Regions from separate parts of the Astyanax mexicanus genome. Here region 1 is linked to region 2. Evidence: chromatin contacts called from public Hi-C data. All regions are on one chromosome and are shown on one strand. The core of a region is the stretch at or near the end of the contact, and the rest is flanking DNA. Distances in the headings are between cores, read along the strand shown.

What was found. A called contact is a pair of places that touch in the nucleus more often than the background predicts.
Region 1: a contact with region 2 is called in a Hi-C map of muscle, with 14 times the contacts expected there. The contact joins two enhancer-like sites. A contact is called at or near these places in 2 of 3 Hi-C or Micro-C datasets (both in muscle).

Annotation. Positions count from the first base shown.
Region 1 is chr12:6,409,127-6,412,929 of AstMex3_surface, forward strand. It overlaps nfic (nuclear factor I/C), which reads left to right. Exons shown (of 11, transcript XM_022670218.2): 8 at 1,316-1,500. Among protein-coding and RNA genes, the nearest start is that of smim24, 47 kb to the right of the region's middle. Within about 2 kb of position 1,470, the one cell type or tissue checked has an H3K27ac peak away from gene starts, as active enhancers do.
Region 2 is chr12:6,232,069-6,236,387 of AstMex3_surface, forward strand. LOC111192612 (a long non-coding RNA gene) reads right to left here. Exons shown (of 4, transcript XR_002650029.2): 3 at 1-88. Among protein-coding and RNA genes, the nearest start is that of LOC111192612, 5.6 kb to the right of the region's middle. Within about 2 kb of position 2,378, the one cell type or tissue checked has an H3K27ac peak away from gene starts, as active enhancers do.

The DNA.
Region 1 (3,803 bases), core at 220-2,719, 180 kb after region 2:
CCACTGCTGATTTATTAATCCACAACAGAAATTCAGATCCTCACTCTTACAACCTACACATTAGTTTCATAGGAGATACTAAATAATTCAAAATCCTAACTAAATTATTTAGAGTAGATACTGAATATTTCATATTGCTTACTGAATCATTTAGAGTAGATACTGAATAATTAATAATGCTTTCTGAATCATTTAGAGTAGATATTGAATAATTCATAATGCATACTGAATCATTTAGACTTAATATTGCTTTCTGAATCATTTAGAGTAGATATTGAATAACTCATCATGTGTACTGAATCATTTAGAGTAGATACTAAATAATTCATAATGTTTAATGAATTATTTCTAATAATCATCTAGAGTAGATACTGAATAATTCATAGTGCATACTGAACCAATTAGAATTCATATTGCTTACTGAATCATTTAGAATAGATACTGAATAATTCATATTGCTTACTGAATCATTTATAGTAGATACTGAATAATTAATAATGGTTTCTGAATCATTTAGAGTAGATACTGAATAATTCATATTGCGTACTGAATAATTAGTAGTAAATACTGAATAATTAATAATGGTTTCTGAATCATTTTGAGTAGATACTGAATAATTAATAATGCTTATTGAGTCATTTAGAATTCATAATAGTTTCTGAATCATGTAGAATTCACAATGGTTTCTAAATTATCTAGAGTAGATACTGACAAATTCATAATGCTTTCTAATTAACTTTTAGTGCATACTGACTTTGTTCATAATACGTACTGAATCAAATTGAGTAGATACTGGATAATCCATGTCCTTACTACATATTTAATTGTAGTTACTGTAGTAACTCTTAGTGGCTACTGAATTTATTTTTAGATCATAAATAATTCATACAGGTTACTTTTCCTAGTGGTAAACTGAAATAACGTCTATTATTCAGTTACTGAATAATTTTGAATGACTAAATAAATAAAGAAATAGATACTGAATAATTCATAGTGGTTACTGAATGCTAAATAAATCATAGTACATACTGACTAACTCATAATAATCACCCCTTACAATTTGTAGTGGCTATTAAACAATTCATGGTGGATACTTAACAATTCATAGTGGATTCTGAATAATTTGTAATAGATACTAAAAAAATCACAAGAGTTGCTGAATAATTCATAGCGGATACAAAATAGTTCCTAGTAGATTTTTAAAAAGACATAAACAAACAGCTCAGTCTAGAAAAGCATATATCTATTAATATATACAAGCAAAGTATTCAGTATTATTGTATTTGTATTATTAATACCCTGTATCTGTTTTCAGGGATCTCCCGGAGTCCGCACCCATCCTCGTCGCTGCATTTTTCAACTACCCCCATCCTGCCCCAGTCCACCTCCACCTACTTCCCCCACACGGCCATCCGCTACCCGCCCCACCTCAGCACACAAGACCCGCTCAAGGACCTGGTCTCTCTGGCCTGCGACCCGTCCAATCAACAGCCCAGCCCGGTAAGCCTGCTCCTCCAACGGCACGCTCTCCTCTTATCACTCCTAATGTGAGGTTGGTCAGCACAGCACAGGCGTCTGTTAGCTGACGTATCAGAGCTGAGAGTCTGACGCTTTCCTCCGAGAGCGTTAGCTAACCAGTGATGCTGCATCAGCAGCAGTTAGAAAAAAGGCAGGACTAGACCTGTCACAGTAACTGTTTTTATTTGGATGATATACAGTGGCTTGCAAAAGTATTCATACCCCTTGAACTTTTCCATATTTCGTCACAAGACAGCCACAAAGATAAATTGTCACATTCTGGTCCTCCTGTCTTTTTATTTTTCCTTATGTTCCTGCACTTTCTCTGAGTTTTCTCCATGTCTCTGTCTGAGTGTTCTCACCTGTGTTCCCCCATGTGATTGTATCTGTAGCTCCGCCCCCTTGTTACCTGTTTCCCCAGGTGTCTTCCATTTCCGTTTACCTCCTTGTGTATAATATACCTCAGCGTTTCCTGTTTTCTTGTTGTTTTTTTTGTGTTTATTTGTTTATTTCGTTCTCTGTTTGTTGGTTTTGTATGTCTAAAAAACACAACCGTGACAGAAATATATTTAAGTGGAATTTAATGTGAGCAGTTTTCACAATTTTCAGTTTTTTATTTGTAAAAAAGGTTAAGAATCATGCATAATTTTCTTTCTTCATTTTGTGTTGGTCTTTCACATTAAATTCCAATTAAATATATATATAGGTTTGTGGTTGTAACGTGACAAAATATGAAAAAAATTCAAGGGGTATGAACACTTTTGCAAGCCACTGTATCGTCCTAGTAATAATTGCAATATCTTGTAATTTTAAGACCCTTTTATGCTAATGATATAATAATAATGCAATAGCATTATATACATGTACATACTTAAAAACAACAATGAACCATTTAAATTATTGAAGCCATCTACTTACAGTATATATATTTAATCAGTAATACCCAATAATGGCAGTGACAATATTACATCTTGTAGCACAAACCTTGAGTGTATTATCGTGATTAAATCACAGTTCCATTATCACTGTTTATTAAAGATTTTAAAATAAAGAGGACAAGAAAATAATATGATGTTCGGTTATAAACACTCTGCAAGCTAAAACAGTTCCATTACTGGTTTGTTTGTAGCTGCGCTGTTTGGCTTGTAAGTGCTGCATCGTTGCTAGGTTACCTATATGTGACGGAGTAATACATGGAGAGCTTCAGTTACAGTGCATTACCGGCTGATAATGGCACTCATAGAACGCGTATCGACCAATCACATTTAACACACACAGAAACCTACACACATACCCTACTGTGTGACAGTGTCAGTGTATATTACAAAGGTACATAGTGTAGTACAGCATAAAATATATATAATATGGTACAGCATGGTAACACAGTATTGTATAATATAGAGCAGTAAAATAGTTTTAGATTGTATAGTATACCAGCACATGCTCTTGAAGGTTTAATATGTAAATATTTATTAAATGTACATTTAAAAAAACAGAAGAAATGGTTGCAACACAGTTCCTACCAAAACACATCCAGCAGTTTTGATTAATTCATTTAACACCAAATAAGGTTTATATAAACCCTTATATGGCGTCACATCAATGTCAAAAGTCGGGGCCGCAAAAATGCCAGGTGAGAAAAATTAACCAGCATGTTTTAACATTCTGTCTGTGTAAATTAACGTCTTGTGAGCGCAAATGTGAAGCTCACAAGCAAAAAAAGGGAATTGTGTGCGCGCTGGACAAAATATTGCTCTCGAGCTTCATTTTCCTCCTCCCAGTTGTTTAATTTTCCTCTCGATATCACGCTTTTGCGCTCGAGTTTTGAAAGGGGTGGTTTTGACAGTTTGTGGGGCAGAGTCAGTGAATGCTATTGGCTGATATCTCCAGGGTTTGTGACGGACCGCCTACCTCCAAGAGCAGAAGGAAGGCGGAGAAACAAGGACAGCAGAAGAGTTAGCTAACTGGCTATGCTAACATCCAAACAACCCGCTCTCCGGCGCTGTTAACCCGGGTTTAGTGCCTGGAGCCAGTCAAAAAGCTGAACAAAAGAGCCAGTCACTCCAGTCACTAAACAAGAGGCGTTTACTCCGGGCGCTGAAAGAGAGAGTCGGGCACTAAACCTGGGCAGACAGCCCCGGGGGGGGGGGCGGTTGTTTGCATGTTAGCATAGCCATCTAGCTAACTCTCCTGTTGTCCTTCTTTCTCCGCTCTCCTCCGGCTCTTGGAGGTAGGAGGTCTGTCACAAACTGTGAAGATATCAGCCAATAGTATTCGCTAAGGAT
Region 2 (4,319 bases), core at 1,128-3,627:
CCCACCTCTGGAGACCCTGTGTGTAGTGCTGAGCTGGGCTCTGACTGGGGCCCACCCTCAGGCTAAACTGCAGGAATGCTGATTCATCCTGCACAAACACAGACACACACACACACACACACACACACACACACAGTTCACTGCAAACTCATCATTACTGTAAAAAGAAAAAAAAAACATCCCCAGCATTAAAACTATAAAAGATTATTTTTTATTTACCTCTCTGCATTAAAGAGCCAATATTCCTTATTATGAGCCCTTCCTACAAATAAGCATATATCAAATATATAAAAAAAATCAGTTATTCTTTCTATTTTTATTTCAAACATTGTTTTTACATTAAAACTACATGTATTTAGACTTAGACCTGGATGGATGGAATGGTTTGTCCTGTAGTTTGGACCAATGGAGGTTAGCTGGTGTTGGTCTTAATTGGTGGCACCTGAAAGCAATTACAAGGACTACTTAAGCTCTCTGGAGATGAGCTGACTGCACTTAAGGATACTTTTATTTACCTTAATTTCTTATATATAAGTATTTTTTTTTTTACTTGGTTAAGAGGTTCTTGCCATTATATGGATTTTTATGTATTAAGCTATTCACTATATACCCACTCTACCTCTTCACAACTTTTGAACTGATGCTCTCAAACACATTAAGAGACAAGAAATTCAAGTAATTAACTCTTGACGAGTTCAGCACAGCTGTTAACTGAAAGCCTGAATTTCAGGTGACTCTACCTCATAAAGCTGATTGAGAAAATCCAGCCAAGTTAGCAAAACTGTCACACCGGACAGAGTTGTCTCCCCAGCCTACCCCTCCACAGACCCCAAGCTCACTTGGGTTGCCAAGCTAAGGACACAGTACCTAAATGGGCAAGTGCAAGAAAAGTTCAATAACTACTGCCAGTGCAAGCAACGTTATAAAGCAGCTCATGTGGATTTTCTATAACTTGTTCTGCAGTTAGCTAGCTAGATTTATGCACCGCTAGCTATGTTAGCTCAAGGTAAGTATGTAATATTGAAAAAAGGTCCCAATGCTCTGAAAATACACATCCTAGAATTGGTGCTATTAGGTTATAGATCCCAATAATATAATAATATTAGTTTAGCTGCCCTCACTGGTGTCAAGTGAAATGAGTGAAGACTGGAAATAAACAGATAAATAGCTAATGCTAGCTATCTGCTTGGAATGGCCATGAGTGAAATGTTTAACTTACCGTTAACTCTGTACTCATGATGTAAGAAATCGTGCAACATATAATCACATTCGTATCTAAATTGAGTTAATATAGAGACTAACTTTATATATCAATTTTCGGCATAGTCATCGCACCAGGGCTGGAGTAGTATTAGCATTAGCCGCTAAACGCTGTTTCCCCGTTCAGAGTTGAGCATTATCAGCCTGTAGCCAGCTTCTAACCCCGGTTAGCACTGCTGGACTAGCATTAGCATTAAATGTTAATCACGCTCGCTATCTCCCTGTTCAAAGGTGAGTATTATCAGCCTGTAGCCTGCTGCTAACTCCGGCTAGCACTGCTAGAGCGGTTAGCCGCTAATGCTAATGCTAATACTCCAGCCTTAGTGCTTTAATTCTGGAATCTAAGCTTACTGTAAATAAATAAAAGCACTTTACTCACCCAAATAAACAGTTTTCAGGAGAGAAATATGTGTAAATTAACATCCACGGTTTGTTTGACTTTTTTTTTTTTTTTTTTTACAGTTTTGTTTACTTATCTTAGCTTTACTTAACTTAGTTAGCTAAGTTACCTACCCCCACCATAATCACCACCCAGTGGTGAGACCTGCTGCATTAGAAGTTCCTTTTAGTGTCTCTTAAAATGCGCCTTATAATCCAGTGCACCTTATGTATGAAAATAAAATGTTCAGAAAATAGGTGTTCATTGATAGTATGCCTTATACTATGGTGCATCCTTAGCTGTAAAAGCTTATTCAGTATGGAGCCTGAATTTGACTCAGTTGAAGCACTGGGGTGTTACCAGTAGAGGGTGTGTAACCACCAGCGAGAGTCACCAGCAGCTCAGAGCTGTGTGGAAACTTACTGACACTGTGCAGGATCAGTTCAGGCCACTGGATCAGCTGCTGATGGCAAATCCAAACTGAGCCTTCTCTTCAGATGTGTTTAAACTCAGTGTAATGCAGAAGAGCTTATATTTATATATATACATATATAGAGCTATAAATGACTCAGCGTGTGCTGTGTGTTTGCAGTGTGGGGCCTCCTCTCTACTCTCACTAATCGTTCTGAATTGAGTTTAATTTCATGGCTAAACGGCCGAAACTTAAACTGACAGGAGTGTCGTATTCCTGTGCCTATTCTTGATTTGTGAGTCATGTTTTTGGACGCAGCCGGGCGGCCGCAGACTGTGGCGGCTGCTGGACAGGCCGTGCGGAGCGGGGCTGTTTTCAGTACGTTCTGCTCAGACTGGATGGCTTATTTTTATATAGTCTGAAACCATACATGTCAGAAATCACATCATCCTTCTGCTTTAATTCTTCCCGTTTTGGGAAACCTCAGTTTGCATCTGGTGACAAATGAGTAGCTCTGGCTTGTGTGGTGTGAGGTCAAAGGTCGTGCTGAAATGTTGTTTTGGTGATTTAAGATGTTAAAAATATTTCTAGGTTTCATCCAGTACCCTCTGGAAATAATGCAGATTCTAAAGATTTACACGGAACAAACACATATTACACAATTACACAAATAGAGTACTGTTAGCTTTCACTATAAAGAAGAAATTTTAGTACTTTTTTTTTTTTTTTTTACAGTATTCTCTTTTATGATGAAGGGTTTTAGCCATGTTTGCAAATCTGCCAGCCTGATCATTCTTTTAAGTGGTTAATAATACATTTTGTTTTTAAAAAGTATGTTTTCTTAAAATTTAAACAAAATTTAATTTAGCTATCCCCTCCCTGAAGACACTTGCTGCATGATCAGCAATTAATAATATTAATTTATTCACTTATTTCACTTAATATTTCTCATATTGTCATGTTCTCATTCTGTTCTGTGTCTCTCCTGTCTGTCTCTGTGTTTTCCTCCATTTCTCCGTCTTAAGTGTTTTCACCTGTGTTCATTTGTAGCTCCACCTCCTTGTTACCTGTCCCCGGGTGTTTCCTGTTACTTGTGTGTGTGTATATATATATATATATATATATATATATATATATATATATACATAGGCGTGGTAGTGGGGGGAAAAGTGGACCTGACTACCCAGGGCCCGAGTAGGAAGAGGGGCCCATGAAAATCCATGTTCCTTGTGTGTTGGCACGGATAGGGGCCCACTGACATTAAGAATGTACAGGGCCCAGAATTTGCTGCTACGCCCCTGTATATATATATATATATATATATATATATATATATATAGTTACTTGGGTTCAATGTCAGTTTTTGTACGTTTTTTTATGTTAGTTCAGGTTGCCTGTGTTTTTATGTATACCCAGTTTCTGTTTCTGTATTGGGTTTATTATTTGTTTTATTTGTTTATAAATACATTTACTCGCATTTTCGCATTGTTGGCACACTTATACGAGGAAAGGCTTGAGCTGTCCATGCTGTTGTGGTAAAATATTGTTATCCATATAATGACTCTGATTAATACACAAACAGTGAAAAAGCTGGGAAAAGGACACAGTATTCTGATAATGAACCTTATATTTTCATTTCTAATTGAGAGTTCTGTAACCCGATGAAAGTTTAAACGATTTGTAATAAATCTGAAAAACAGTAACACGTGTGCTCAGCAGTATTTTGTTGTCTCATTAATGGTGCTGACACACTCTGCTCTTCATTTCTCTGATCAGCTCTCAGCCTTTCAGCCACATTCACAGTGCTGTGGCTTCATAATGAAGACCAGCAATCCACAAGCACACACATACTCATACACTCATATACTAGTGCATCTCAAAAAAAAAAAAGAATATCATTAAAAAGTTACCTTTTTTTTTACTATTTCAGTAATTCAGTCTAAAATGTGAAATTCATATATTGTATAGATGTATTAAACACAGAGTGATCTATTTTAAGGGTTTATTTATTTTATTGTTGATGATTATTATGACTTACAGCCAATGACAACCCCAAAAATCAGTATCTCAGAAAATGTAAATATTATATAGGATCAATTGGTATTTTTGGAAGTGTAAGCAGAGTGCCAATTCCTGCTGGAAAATGAAATCTGCATCTCCATAAAAGTTGTCAGTAGCAGAGGGAAGCATGAAGTTCTGTAAGATTTTGTGGGAAAACAAAACTGCACTGACTTTAGACTTAATAATAAAACACAGTGGATCAATACC